Linked DNA regions of Sus scrofa: all the other regions are linked to region 1. Evidence: chromatin contacts called from public HiChIP or PLAC-seq data. All regions are on one chromosome and are shown on one strand. Each heading gives the region's core, a stretch centred on a gene start, on an enhancer-like site or on the middle of the called end of the contact. The rest is flanking DNA. Distances are from core to core; before and after follow the strand shown.

The links. HiChIP or PLAC-seq counts read pairs in DNA pulled down with a chosen protein or histone mark.
Region 2: an H3K27ac HiChIP or PLAC-seq map of skeletal muscle shows a contact between it and region 1. The contact joins two enhancer-like sites. A contact is called at or near these places in 8 of 47 Hi-C or Micro-C datasets (embryonic fibroblasts, psoas muscle, retroperitoneal adipose tissue and 2 more) and 1 of 2 datasets of contacts at active chromatin or transcription factors (skeletal muscle).
Region 3: an H3K27ac HiChIP or PLAC-seq map of skeletal muscle shows a contact between it and region 1. The contact joins the promoter of PDGFRL here to the enhancer-like site in region 1. A contact is called at or near these places in 2 of 5 promoter capture datasets (fetal liver and liver), 13 of 47 Hi-C or Micro-C datasets (alveolar macrophages, embryonic fibroblasts, fetal heart ventricle and 6 more) and 1 of 2 datasets of contacts at active chromatin or transcription factors (skeletal muscle).

The regions. Positions count from the first base shown.
Region 1 is chr17:5,045,394-5,049,842 of Sscrofa11.1, forward strand. All of the region lies in intron 7 of MTMR7 (myotubularin-related protein 7), which reads right to left. Among named protein-coding and RNA genes, the nearest start is that of MTMR7, 75 kb to the right of the region's middle. Within about 2 kb of position 2,403, at least 11 of the 83 cell types and tissues checked have an H3K27ac peak or open chromatin away from gene starts, as enhancers often do. A contact at or near this core is called in retroperitoneal adipose tissue and skeletal muscle, where this site is marked.
Region 2 is chr17:5,297,015-5,301,463 of Sscrofa11.1, forward strand. All of the region lies in intron 2 of PDGFRL (platelet-derived growth factor receptor-like protein), which reads left to right. Among named protein-coding and RNA genes, the nearest start is that of PDGFRL, 20 kb to the left of the region's middle. Within about 2 kb of position 2,012, at least 30 of the 83 cell types and tissues checked have an H3K27ac peak or open chromatin away from gene starts, as enhancers often do. A contact at or near this core is called in retroperitoneal adipose tissue and skeletal muscle, where this site is marked.
Region 3 is chr17:5,276,620-5,281,068 of Sscrofa11.1, forward strand. PDGFRL (platelet-derived growth factor receptor-like protein) reads left to right here and starts at 2,253. Exons shown (of 6, transcript XM_021077996.1): 1 at 2,253-2,503. The coding sequence starts at 2,449.

The sequences.
Region 1 (4,449 bases), core at 1,153-3,652:
GGCCTCTTAAGTCAATGGTACTTCTCATAATGAACAGAAGGTGGCAGTATTTAATCTACCATCTCAAGTGTACTTTCTCAAGGTTTCCATGTATTTATAGGGCCTGACCTGAACCCTCAAAGCAGGAAACACTGTTTTATAATTAACAAAAATTCAGAAGCTATCTTGGATCAAGGGGTATATTCATTTAGATAAAATATCTCTTGTATCAATAAAATACTAAGTTCTGTCCCTTAAGCTGAGAATTCCATTTCACATCCAAAGAAAAAGCTATTCATTTTGCTCCTAACAATTCTTAAATAGTGAAAGAAACCAACCTCAAAAGGTCACATACTCTTTATTTTCAACTATATTAGTGTTTCTGAAATGACAAGCTTATAGAGAAGAGAGTAGGGGTTATTTTTGGTGATGTAATAGTTCTATACCTTGACTGGGGTCCTGAATATACAAACATACGTATGTGATAAAATTTTATACAGCTAAATACACACACACACAGACATACACAAACACAGACACACACAAGGTTGGAGGATTGTGTGATGTCAATATCCTGGTTGCATTATTGCACCAGTTTTTGCAAGACATTACCATTGGGGGAAAGTGGGCAAAAGAGACATGGTATCTCTGTAATATTTCCTACAACTGCATGTGAATCTAAAACAATCCCAAAATACAAACTTTAATTTTTAAAAAAATGCTCAAATAGATAAAACAATGGAGGTAACTGCAGTCCAATTTCAATCTATGCTTAAGGAACACAACAGACGACTGAAAAGTGGAAATGGAAAACATGCCCTGTTTTCTAACCCAAGGCTATTGCGTGATCCTCTCTACATCTCTGGGTGCAAAGAAAAGCTCATACATCAAACAGAAAAACTCTCTTGTTTCTCAACAAACACTTAACCAATACCTACTGCATGCCAGGCACTGCACAGAATAAAAATGTGGGAAAAAGAAGCTTCTCTGAAGCCACAAGCTGATCATCAAGTATAGAAACACAAGCACATGACACCAAGTAACAGCAGAGACAAGAGCCGCCAGGACTGGGAGGAGCCAAGTGTCTGCTGGAGGCAGAGGCAGGAGTTAGAACCTGGAGCAGCCCCGTGGGGGCATCAGGGGTATCATTTCATGATAGAAGGGAGACTTGAGAAGGAAGGAAGGATGGGGAGAAAGGCGGAGGGCATCCCAGATGAAGTGATGAGGAGGAAACAGGTGGGGACCAAATCAAGGAGCAGGTGGGAATCGGCAAGCCGACCAGGGCTGACACCGAGGAAGGTTCAAGTGTGGCGGCAGCAGCAAGAGGGGAGGCTGGAAATGATCAGGCTCCTCTGTGAACAAGCCAGAGTCAAGAAGTGCTGCCTTCATCTGTGACAGTTAAGAGCCACTGAAGGCTGCCGAGCAGACTCAATTGAAACACTTGAGACTTTTGTATCCATGACAGAGAAGATCCACCGGAACGGAGCAGAGCACCTGGTCGCCACAGCAAGCCTGTGGAGACCACTGATGACCACAAGCCTAGGCCTCCAGCTGCCACAGAACTGGCCCCCAAGGAAGATTTACCGAAAGGCTGACCCACCAAATAAACGCCTGAGGAACAGAGTGAAATCAAGAGGTGAACAGGCCAAGAATGTTAAAAAACAGAAAGAAAATTTTTCCCCTTCCAATTTTATTTTATTTTATTTTGAGAAAATGTAATTGTTAATAATATTTTTTTCTTTTTTTTATAATTTTTTCCCCTTCCAATTTTAAATCATCAATCAAATATATTAAAACCACGGAAACTCAGTCAACGATGAACTTCATATCAAGTTAAAGGTCAGTCCAGTGCCTCTCCTAGTCTCGGAGTCTCCACTTTCAGCAGAGTACATCCTGTCCCTCAATGACAGAACTGATCTGACGTGGCTGGAAAGTGGGAACTGCAGTTGATCTTGGCAGGAGGACCAGGCCACACCCTCGCCTAGGGTGTCACTTAACAGTCCTCTTCTCTCCATCTGCATCTGATGAAAGGAAGAATTTAACTTGTGACATAAACGTGAAAAGAAGAGGTGATTTTATTTCTTGCGACTGCTGTCTACAACTGTGCTAATCAAAATCCTCCTTTCCTCCCCGAAGGAAGAACGAATAGCTTTCTGATCACAGTCAGGAAGTCACCGTTAACTCCAGTTAAAATCCCAGCCTCATGTATGATGCAGAAGTATCTCTTTGCATCATTATAGGCTGTTTGGACTGGTGAAGGGTCTGCTCTGGTACTTTCTCTTTTTCCTTTTTCTCTAGGTTCTATCTGGATATTGGGGAGGGGGGAGGACAGAAACATCTCTTTGTGAAGCTGGACAAGACTGTCATTCTCTCCATCAGCCATCACCGCCTTTTGGTTAACACAAAGCATCACTGCCTCTCTAGCCTAAGTGTCCAAATCCGAGGGTGCGCACAGCAGCTAGGGTGTGTCCAATCCTTGGGTGGGTTGGGGAGGAGGTACACAGTTCACGAGGCACACATGGGAGACCTACCTTGGCGTGGGCCTGTCCCAAGGCCTCGGCTTCCCTCCCCAGCGGGTAACCCACAGTCACAAGCAGCTGGGACCTCCAGGGGGAAGAGGACACCAGCTAGACGGCTCACGTGTAACTTCCTTTCTCAGTGTCCTCCTGACCTACAGGTCATCCCATCCTTGTCCTGCTAGAGAGGTAAAGCAGAGGGCCCACTGCACTAAACCCCGCTGCCTCTTCATTTCCCCAGCTCAATGCCGTGGCGGCCACCAGCAAGTCTGTGACACACACGAGCAAGTCACATCCTCGCTTCTCTTGTGTCTTGCACTCCAATCTTTATAGCTGATTCTCCTAAACATCCCCTCAGAGGATTCGGTGAGTGGAAACCACCTGGCTATGGATTCCAGAGAAGCAGAAAAACTTTCAATGAGACATACTGTTGCACAGCAAAAGGAGCACTTCTGAGGTGAAATCAGAGGCCATCAAAATAAAGTTATCTCTGGAGGAGGAGCCAGCACAGAAGGCTGAGTGTCTGATCTTCTATAAGTCTGCAGTTTGTCCTTCCACTCTGACTTTCCAGCCTCCCTGGGAATGTGCACAGAGGGGCAACCTCCCTGAGCCCGAGAGTGGACAGGAGGCTCCCCTGGAGACCGTGGTCAATGGACAGCACCACAATCTAACAGAAGTGTGGGCTCAGCTTGGATAAGCCTAGATCTGAATCTGCGCTCTGACCTCAACTGTGTGACCTTGGGCGAATGATTTAACCTCTCTAAACCTCAGATTTCATCCATACAAAGGAAAGAACAGCTCCTAATTTGCAGGAGTGGTAGAAGAATTGAAGGAAGAAGCTCAGTAAACTCCTAGAACGAAGTAATGATAAAGTCCTGAATGAAGCTGAGATAAAAAGACCGGGATCTCATTTTAACAATTCCGCAAAGATGGTGTCCACACCACAGCATCTCATAGCTTCTTAATGTACCAAATCCTAGTGGGAGCATTTGACCTCAGGGGTGTGGCATTTTTTTTTTTAAATGGATACCCAGTTCAAGCTGAGGACCTCACTGCCTCCTGAAATTTTAATGTCAACAAGCAATTCAGAATCTTTCACCTGGACAGGATGAGCCTCGCTCCAAGGACAAGAATGATTTCTAACCTTTCTCTTTGCATTAAACCTGTGGGCAAACCTGGCCAGGGCCCCGTTTGCTGCCCACTGCCCACAGCAAACACAGACCCACCTGGTCTCCTGGCTACAGAGGAACAAAAATCAACAGACGTGATCTTTAAAAGAATGAAAGCTCTGAGCAAACAGTTTAAAGTTCCTGTGAAGGTGTGCACCTGGGTGAACAGGAAGAGGACGCAACATATATGAGACACCAATTTTCTTTAATGGATCAGCATCAAACTTCTTATCACTGAGAGCAAACACACTTAGTGCTAAATACACCCTTCCAATCGAATCCTTTGGATTAATTTATTTTAAATCTGGACTATGCCTGGCTCAACAGCTGCCACACTGCCCAGAAGCTTTACAGAACGCACTACACACTTGGATTGTTGGCTCTTACATCAGCAGGCGAATCTGTTCGCCTTTATTTAAATCTGGTAAAATGGGATTAAAGAAGGGCATTCCAATTCACTAAAGCCCCCGTCTCTTCTTCCCTTTCCTAGTTTGCCTTCTGCATATGTGTCTGAGATGCAGGCACTCATTCAGTCCTTTTTGACTGTTAGAAAATTCAGAGCAGATCCACTGTCCTGACACAAAAGGTATGATGAAGAGGAGGGAAACAGTCAAGGTGAGAAAAGCACCCATCAAGAGAGAGCAGTAAAAAGTCAGGGATCTTCTGGCATCTTTCGAGTGAAAGTCTTCCAGCTGAGAAGCTCTGATTTTCCCACTCCAAAGCCCTTACCTGTCGCTGTACTTTGAGAATTTATCTAAAAGGATGGGAGTCTCTTCCCTATGACC
Region 2 (4,449 bases), core at 762-3,261, 250 kb after region 1:
TCAGATTTTAATTCTCACCTCAGTCCATCCCAATCACATAGTTCTCCCCCACCTCCTTTTTTTTTTTTTTTTTTTTTTTTTTTTTGGTCTTTTTGCTATTTCTTGGGCCGCTCCCGCGGCATATGGAGGTTCCCAGGCTAGGGGTCGAATCGGAGCTGTAGCCACCGGCCTACGCCAGAGCCACAGCAACGCAGGGTCCGAGCCGCGTCTGCAACCTACACCACAGCTCACGGCAACGCCGGATCGTTCACCCACTGAGCAAGGGCAGGGACCGAACCCGCAACCTCATGGTTCCTAGTCGGATTCGTTAACTACTGCGCCACGACGGGAACTCCCCCCCTTTTTTTTTTTCACTTTTTTGGCTACCCCTGAGGGATGTGGAAGTTCCCAGGCTAGGGGTTCAATCGGAGCTGCAGATGCCAGCCTACACCACAGCCACAGCAACATGGGATCCGAACCGTGTCTGCGACCTACACCACAGATCACAGCAATGCTGGATCGCCGACCCACTGAGCAAGGCCAGGGATCAAACTCTCAACCTTGTGGTTACTGGTTGGGTTCGTTTCCACTGTGCCACAATGGGAACTCCTCTCCACTCTCTTTTAACATCAGAAACTGCATATAAACATGTATCTATATAGATATGTATATATATGACACTATATATATGACAATAGTTAATTTACTAAACGTTGTTTCCCGGCTCCTCTGCCCACATACTCCCGCCTCTGCCCTCCCTTAATTATTCTATTCCTTTTTTCCAACAGTTATTTTTTTCACCCATGATAGTCAAGTTCCCATCCTAGGGTGATGCTGGAGATGCGATGGTGACCGAGATGGACACAACCTCTCTTCCCACAGAGCTTTTAGTCTTGTGGGAAGACAGATTATTAGCTAAGCCAATTTAACGTATAGCTGTGTGAGTGCCTTGCTAGAAGGAGTACAGGATCTGGAAGGAGAAAACTCAAGCTAATACATGAGAGCTGGGAGTTAACCAGGAAACAAAGTGGGGAGGAGAGGAGTGTAAGAACATTCCAGAAGGAAGGAACAGCATGGGGGTCTTCCTCTGAGATGGAGTGGCTGTCACCCCTGGAGCACTGAGGGTGTGTGGGAGGGGGTGGGGTGGCTTGAGTCAGGGGAGGAGACAGGAGGTGACCAAGGAGAGCGGTTGCTGGAAGATGAGGGGCAGTCAGACCAGGGAGGGAGGGCCTGTTAGCCACACTGAGGAAGTCAGAGTAAAAAATCCAAGGGCAGTTGCGATACACTAAGAAAGTACAGAGGGCCACACACACAGCATGAGGGCTGTAACCCCTCACTGCCTTTAGGAAAAGGCAGCATCACTGCCAAGTCTCAGGTGGACCCACTCTCCATGCACCCCATGCCCACTTTCCACAAACAGGGGTCCACAGACCTCTCCCTGGACCTAACATGTCTTTGCAATGTGTATCTTTTAAATTTTTTGCTTTTATTTTGTTGATAATATAAAAAACATTAATGTAAGAATGTTCTGGAAGTTCCCATTGTGGCTCAGCAGTAACGAGCCTGACTAGGATGCATTAGGACTAGTGTTCAATTCCTGGCCTCACTCAGTGGGTTAGAGGATCCAAGCTGCCGTGAGTTGCAGACACGGCTTGGATCCCACCTTGCTGTAGCTGTGGTATAGGCTGGCATCTGCAGCTGCAATTGGACCTCTAGCCTGGGAACTTCCATATGTCTCAGATGTGGCCCTAAAAAAGACAAAAAAAAAAAAAAAAAAAAAAAGAGAGAGAGAGAATGTTTTGCACCAGTTTGCACCATGTGATCAACACCATCCATTTTCCTCTTCTCTGGAAACATTTTGTTTCTTCAATCTCATCATAACATACTCCCAGAAATTAGAGCAGAGGAATTCTTGGCACGAGATTGAGCCAAGGAAAAAGATAAGAAGTAACTTAGAATAAGTGTTCTGGATGGTGGCTCAAATATAAATCAGTGCCGGGTAAGAAGAGGGAGATGCTGGAGAGTGAAGCGAGCAAGTTGGCAGTGTCACAGCCGTGAAAACAAGCTGGCTGCTGTGCTCATAAAGAAGCCTGGGCTGCTCCCTGGAAAATCAGGTCCAGATATCGTCTTTCAGGATGTTTCTGGGGCCTCGGGTGGGATGTTAGTATTTTTCAGTCAAGAAATGTTAAGTTCAGAGGAGTGGGTGGAGCGCAGGAGATCTCTTTGATGGCTGGTTCCTCTGAAAACAATAAATAGCTTCTCAAAACAAGGGAGGGCAAATGGGTTTTCGTTTGGCTGCAGTTGGCAATGGCTTACTCCACCCACAGACACACAAAGGGAGGGTGGGCCGAGGAAGCAGACAACGGGCTCCAGGCCAGTCCAGTCCTGACTCCCAGAACCCCAGAGGAGGGGGTCCGGGGGACCTTTTAAAAGAACAGAGAAAGATGTTGAGAAGTGTTTATGATAGAATCTGCACAGACTTTGGTAAACATTGTCCGTCTTAACTTTGGTGTTGTACTGCGGAAGATACCCTTTTCTTTTTCCTTCACTTTTATTTTATTATTTTTTGTTTAGCAAACAAAATGTGATGTTTGTTTGGTAACCACCAAATTTACCATTTTAACCATTTTCAAGTGTGCAGTTCAGTGGCAGTGAGACATTTGTATTGTCATACAGGTGTTTTTAAAATTCAAACTCCGTTTCCTTCAAAGCTCATTTTACTTGATTTTCTGAGCCGGACGTACGAAGACGTTGAGTTCCATGAAAATCTTTGGTGCCCTCCCTTTGTTTTTGTACTTACCTGGAGGTGCCCTTGGGGCCCAATTTGCCGTGGGAAATTGAAAGTCTATGCTTCAGCCAGACTCTGATATTGACCTTCAAATGGATGTCACCCCCAGAAAACAATCAGGTTAAAAATAAATAATTTATCCCGCCCTGAAGGTAGAGCTTTCTCTTTCCAGACCCAATGGCACCAGCGCCAGAAGTGCCAACGTCTCCCAAGAGGTGAATTGGTGAGTGAGACAGGATGCAGGACGGGTGTTCTAGCTGTTCCCACAGCATTCAGGTTGCAGAAAAACACGGCCTGTTCCATTCAGGACGTGAGTTGTGGGAGAGGGAGAAATAATAGGAACAGCCCCATAGCTGTCAGGATAGAATGAGGTCATGCAAGTGAAGCATTGGCACATGCACTGAGACATCTCAATAAAGATGAGCTGTTTTTACTCACAAGACTGTACCCAAAGGAGGGAAATCACAAGAAAACAGCCAGGTTTGCAAGAAATTTTGTTTGTTTTTTGCCCAAGGCTGCAGCATGTGGAAATTCCGGGAACAGGAATGGAGCCCATGCCACGGCAGTGACAGTGCCAGATCCTTAACCTGCTGTGCCACCAAGGAACTCCAAAAATTTTATTATTTGTTTTGTTTTGTTTTGTTTTGTTTTGTTTTGTTTTGTTTTGTTTTGTTTTGTTTTGTTTTATTTTATTTTATTTTATTTTATTTTATTTTATTTTGTCTTTTTGCTATTTCTTGGGCCGCTCCCTTGGCATATGGAGGTTCCCAGGCTAGGGGCTGAATCGAAGCTGTAGCCACCGGCCTACGCCAGAGCCACAGCAACGCAGGATCCAAGCCGCGTCTGCAGCCTACACCACAGCTCACGGCAACGCCAGATCCTTAACCCACTGAGCAAGGGCAGGGATCGAACCCACAACCTTCTGGTTCCTAGTTGGATTCGTAACCACTGCGCCACGACGGGAACTCCAGAATTTTATTTTTTTAAAAAATTGTTTCAGACATATATTGCAGTCTTGCACAAACTCTAGATGTCCGTGATACTGTGAAGTGCTTACTCATAACCAGGTTAAGGGTCCCGTGATGTAGCTGTCCCCACATCCAGCTGTCCCAGTCAGCTAGTCATCAAAGTGGGAAAACAGGTAGAAGTACATTACTGAGTTTTGGAGAGAGAATGTTTTCTGCTCTTACTTTAAAAGAAAGTTTTGTTAACCAAAATATTTACTTTCTTGAGCATTCTTTTAAGTCCAGCTTTGGTTATCCTAGATGTGTTTCACTGCATTAAAATACAGTAAGATAATGATAATAAAGTCAAGTCAATGCATTAAACCAAAGATGCTATAGGAATGCCACAAACTTTTTTTTAATTAAATTTTTTTTTCAATTTTATTGTGGTGTAGTTGACTTACACTGTTGTGTTACTTTCAGGTGTAGAGCAAAGTGAATCAATTATACCTATACATATGTCCATTCCTTTTCAGATTCTTTTTCCATATAGGTTAGTACACAGAATTGAATAGATTTCCCTGTGCTATACTGTAGGTCGTTTTTACTTACCTATTTTATATTTAGAAATCTTTGAGTCTATTTCTTTTTTTGTGAATAAATGTCCTGTATCTTTTTTATTAGACTCTACATTATTAGTCATCTCATGTATTTGTCTTTCTCTGACTTATTTCACTT
Region 3 (4,449 bases), core at 1,003-3,502, 230 kb after region 1:
AAAATTTAAATAAAATTTTTTAAATGAAAGAAAACACAGGTGAAGCAACTGAGTGCCACCCTCATTAACGCCACCTCCCTTCATCTGTGTGCATTTAGTCTTTTTCTCGTGAATCAGCAGCAGAGACCTGTGGCAGAGAGCTGTTGAGTCATTCTGCTCTGTCCTTGGGTCCGAGGCTCCAAGGAGTCTAAACTTTCATGCCCATCTGCACACAGCTTTTAAAAATTCATTACAATGTTAGCTGCTTTTTTGCTGGGTTTTTTTTTTTTTTTTTTTTAATGGCTACTTCAATGGCTGCCATTCCTCCTCCTGGCTCCTGCAAAAGAGGGAACAGACGGCCCTGTTCCCTTTCTCCACAGAGTGATTGGCGGTTCCATTCATATGGGGGGGGGGGGTCCTGTCATCAGGTTACCATCTCCAATCTGGGGGCTTAAGAAGGGCAACGTGGTGGTCAGCTCAGTCGGAACCCACTTTTTTTTTTTGTCTTTTTAGGGGGCACTCACGACATACGAAAGTTCCCAGGCTAGGGATTCAATGGAGCTACAGCTGCCAGCCTACACCACAGCCACAGGTGCAGGGGATCCAAGACCTACACCACAGCTCAGGCAACGCTGGATCTTTAACCCACTGAGCCAGGCCAGGGTTGGAACCCGAGTCCTCATGAATGCTAGTTGTGTTCGTTAACCCTGAGCCATGACGGGATGCCAGGCGGGCCCTGTTTAAAAGCTTTCATGTGCTGTAATTTCAACAGCTTGTTTTAACCTTAGAGTGAGGGTTCCACCCAGAGAAGTGGGAGGTCACACAGAATCTGGATTATGACTTCCTACCAGTTTGACTTTGGGTGTCCTCACCCGTCAAATGGGGATGCTACCAACCACACAGCTTCCCTCATAGGCTTGTTGTTAATAGGAGACCAAGAAATGCATGGGAAGGGTTCTATGCTCTGCTTGGAACATAAAATAATTATTACTTTTTAGAAACTTGTGGAATACAAAACTTAATAGGACATATTTCCTGCCCTTGAACTTGGGATGGTGCAGGAGAAAGAAGCACAACAAACTATTTTTGTTGTAGCTGCTACCATGAGGTGTTTATTCTAGAGAAGCGCTTAGGCTGAGCGAGGAGGAGGTGAGGCTTGAGCTAAGCCTCGAAGGAGGAGTTAGGTTTAGGCCAGGGACTGGGGGATGGGGAGAGGACAGGCCACTGGTAAAAGGAGGAAGGGGACTTGGGGGGCGGGCAGCAGGAGTGGTGAACCCCCTGGGGGCGGTGGGGGGTTGGGGGTGATGGAGGGTAATGTTTGTGTGGAGGGCAGGACAGGATGGGGAGCAGCTGCAGAGGACCTGCATCCTGAGAACTCTGGAGAATTTCTGAAGGGTTTTAGTTGGGATAGATATATTTTTAGAGTTGTATTTGAGGATAGCTCCAACTGTTGGGGAAAGTGTGGATTGAGGAGTGAGAAAGAGAGGGCAGGGAGACCAACTAAGAGGCGGTGGCCACTTCCTGGTGACAGAAGATAGGAGCCTGAGTGGAGCGACCATGGTGGCAAAGAGGGCTGGACGTGAAGCACAGTCAGCACCAAGACCCGGCAGCACCTGGGGCTGTGCAGGGTTGAGGGGAAGATGGTGTAGACAGAGTAAGAGCCAAGGAGTGGACTTCAAGGAGTCAGGAAGGAGGCCATGATGCTGTCACTTGACTCTTTTCTGGCACAGTCCCTCCTGGACTCTTGAGTCTTGTGTAGGCACTGGGATTGCTGAATAAAAGAAGTTTCTCTAAAACCTCCACCAGACCCTGGGGAGGGAGCCAGACTGTGATGGGTCCCCCCAAGGCAGAGTACCTTTGCCACTGGAGAACCCCAGGACTCTAAGGTCTCAGCTGCAAGGGATATGCCCGTGTCCGGCAGAGCCAGGACAACCGAGGCAATGGTCTTGTTAGGAAAAGACCTGCTGAGAAGGAAGAAAAAGGGGCACTTTTTACAGAGCATTAAGGCTGGTGAGGAGCACTGGTGACATTTGGACAATTCTGGTTAAGTGCGACCCCGTCAGTACCAGCAGGATTTCGATGGGCCTTCGTGCAGTTGGTAAACTTGATAAAATGCCGAGCGTTGGGGAAACTCATTGACTTTTGTAATTAACATTTCACCCTCGTCCCTCGCTCGCTCTCGGCGCCAGGAAAAAGCGCCGCGCTTCACGGTTCCGCCAGGGGGCAGGAGAGGTTACATTACACAGAATTAAAAAAAAAAAAAAAAAAAAAAAAAAAAAAAAAAATCCCCAAACTTTCCCCCCAAATCTGTGTTCTCTTCCTCATGAAACCGAATCCTCCGGCTGTGGCGTCCCAGGCGCCCGCCCCTCTCCCGCTGCCTCCCCCGGCGCCCCTGCCCTCGCCCTGCGCTGTCCGAGCGCCTCGGACCAGCTTTCCGCAGAACCTCGACCCCCACCGCTTGCCCTGAAAATGAAGGTTTGGCTGCTGCTGGGTCTCCTGCTTGTGCACGAAGCGCTGGAGGATGGTGAGTGACTCTAGGTAGGCGGCTAGCCGGCTTGTGCCCGGACCTTATCCCCGATCCCTCGTGATCCTCCATCTCTTCTCTAACTTTAGACCTTTCCGGCCGGCCCTGGAGCCACTCCTGTCCCGTGCACTTGCCCGCTCCTAGTAGGGTCTCCTTACTCCCTCCACCCCACTCACTTGGAGCTCCAGAAACGGTGACAGCTGTCCCGACCCCTAGGATTCCCACCAGAACCGCTCCTGCGCCGCTGGAAAGCCCTAGGCAGCCAGCAAACCAAACATACCCAGGCAGCGCCTGGTCCAGCCCCTAGTGTCAACGTGTCGGTCTGGGAGGAGGCGCGGTGCAGCGGATCCGCTCACCTCCTCGGTTCGCTAGGGATCCCAGCTTCTGAGGGCGGGTGCCCCCTAAGCTGATTCTTTTACAAAATTCCTCCCCCACTTGTCTTCCTTCCCCATCTGAGTCCTATATTTGTTCCCTATACCAACTTGGGCTTGAATCCTGAAAGATGTGCCTGAATCTTAGGCAGATATTTCTGGATATTAAGCCTTTTCAAAACAACTCAAAACCCCACAGCTCTTACTCTTCTTATCTGATTGGAAGGAAAAGAGGAAGAAAATCGATTTTTGTACAGCATATGGGGGCCCTTGTGCCACTGCACTTTTTGAATGTGTGCCTGTCCTGGACCCACCCTGTTGTGTAGATTCAAAGCCATAGGGTCAGGATTTGTTTGTGTGTGTGTGTGTGTGGGGGGGTGTCTGTTGTTATATTTCTGTCTATTATTTCTGTGTGTTGGTGATTGTTTGGTTGGCTCTATTATTTTTCGATTGGTGTTAATTGTACAGTATATTTGCATCTGGTATATCCTGAAATCTCTCTTGGAAGTCTACTCTATAGTCACTATTTTTGTTTAGTTTTGGTTGAAAAGCAGCTTTTACTGTTATGCAACCTCATGCTGGATCCAGTTCAACCTGGCTCACATTTTATCCACTACTCAGTCCTGACCAGTTCCCTCCTTTCCCGTGAAACTAGAAGCGTTTGCCAGAAAAACACCACATTCTGGTTTGCAAAGTCTATAATAGTTGTTGGGCTTGAAGTTGAATGTGAAGTTCCTTAAGCCTAGAGCCTTGCTGAGTAAAGTGTAGCAGCCGGTCTGCTGGGGAAGAATGGGTCCTCTGCCTAGACAGCAGTTGGCTTGCTTTCGTGTGGTCAAATGCAGTATTAAATTGCTCCTGGCAGGTCCTCATATGTGATGGCTGAAGTGACAGAAATGCAGTATTTGGTATCATTTTTTTGCATAGGGCCAGAGATGGTCAGACAAAATAATTTCAAATGGCCCATCCACTTGATTACACAATTCACTCAAGACACCTGCCTGCCGCAGAGGCTCAGGGAGCAGCCTCAGCCTCCTGATTCTCCCGGCCACCTCACGCCCAGATCACAAACATCTGCCTGGATCAACTTGCATCTATTTAAGTCAAATGCAATTCATTCAAACAATATACGTTTATGAGATTCAGAGGAAATTGAAGACAGACTATTTTATAAGAAATAATTGATACATTTTAGGTATGATAATAGCACTGTGGCTTCGGTTTTTTTTGTTCATTGTTTGGGTTTTTTGATTTTCTTGCAGGGGAGTTTGTTTTCGTTTTTGTTTTTTCCGGCCTTGGCGTGCAGTGGTGGGATCTCATTTCTTTTTTTTTCTTCTTTTTTTTTTTTTTTGCTATTTCTTGGGCCGCTTCTGTGGCATATGGAGGTTCCCAGGCCAGGGGTTGAATCAGAGCTGTAGCCACCGGTCTTATGCCAGAGCCACAGCAACGTGGGATCCGAGCCGCGTCTGCAACCTACATTGCAGCTCACCGCAACACCAGATCCTTAACCCACTGAGCAAGGCCAGGGACTGAACCCGAAACCTCATGGTTCCTAGTCGGATTCGTTAACCACTTCGC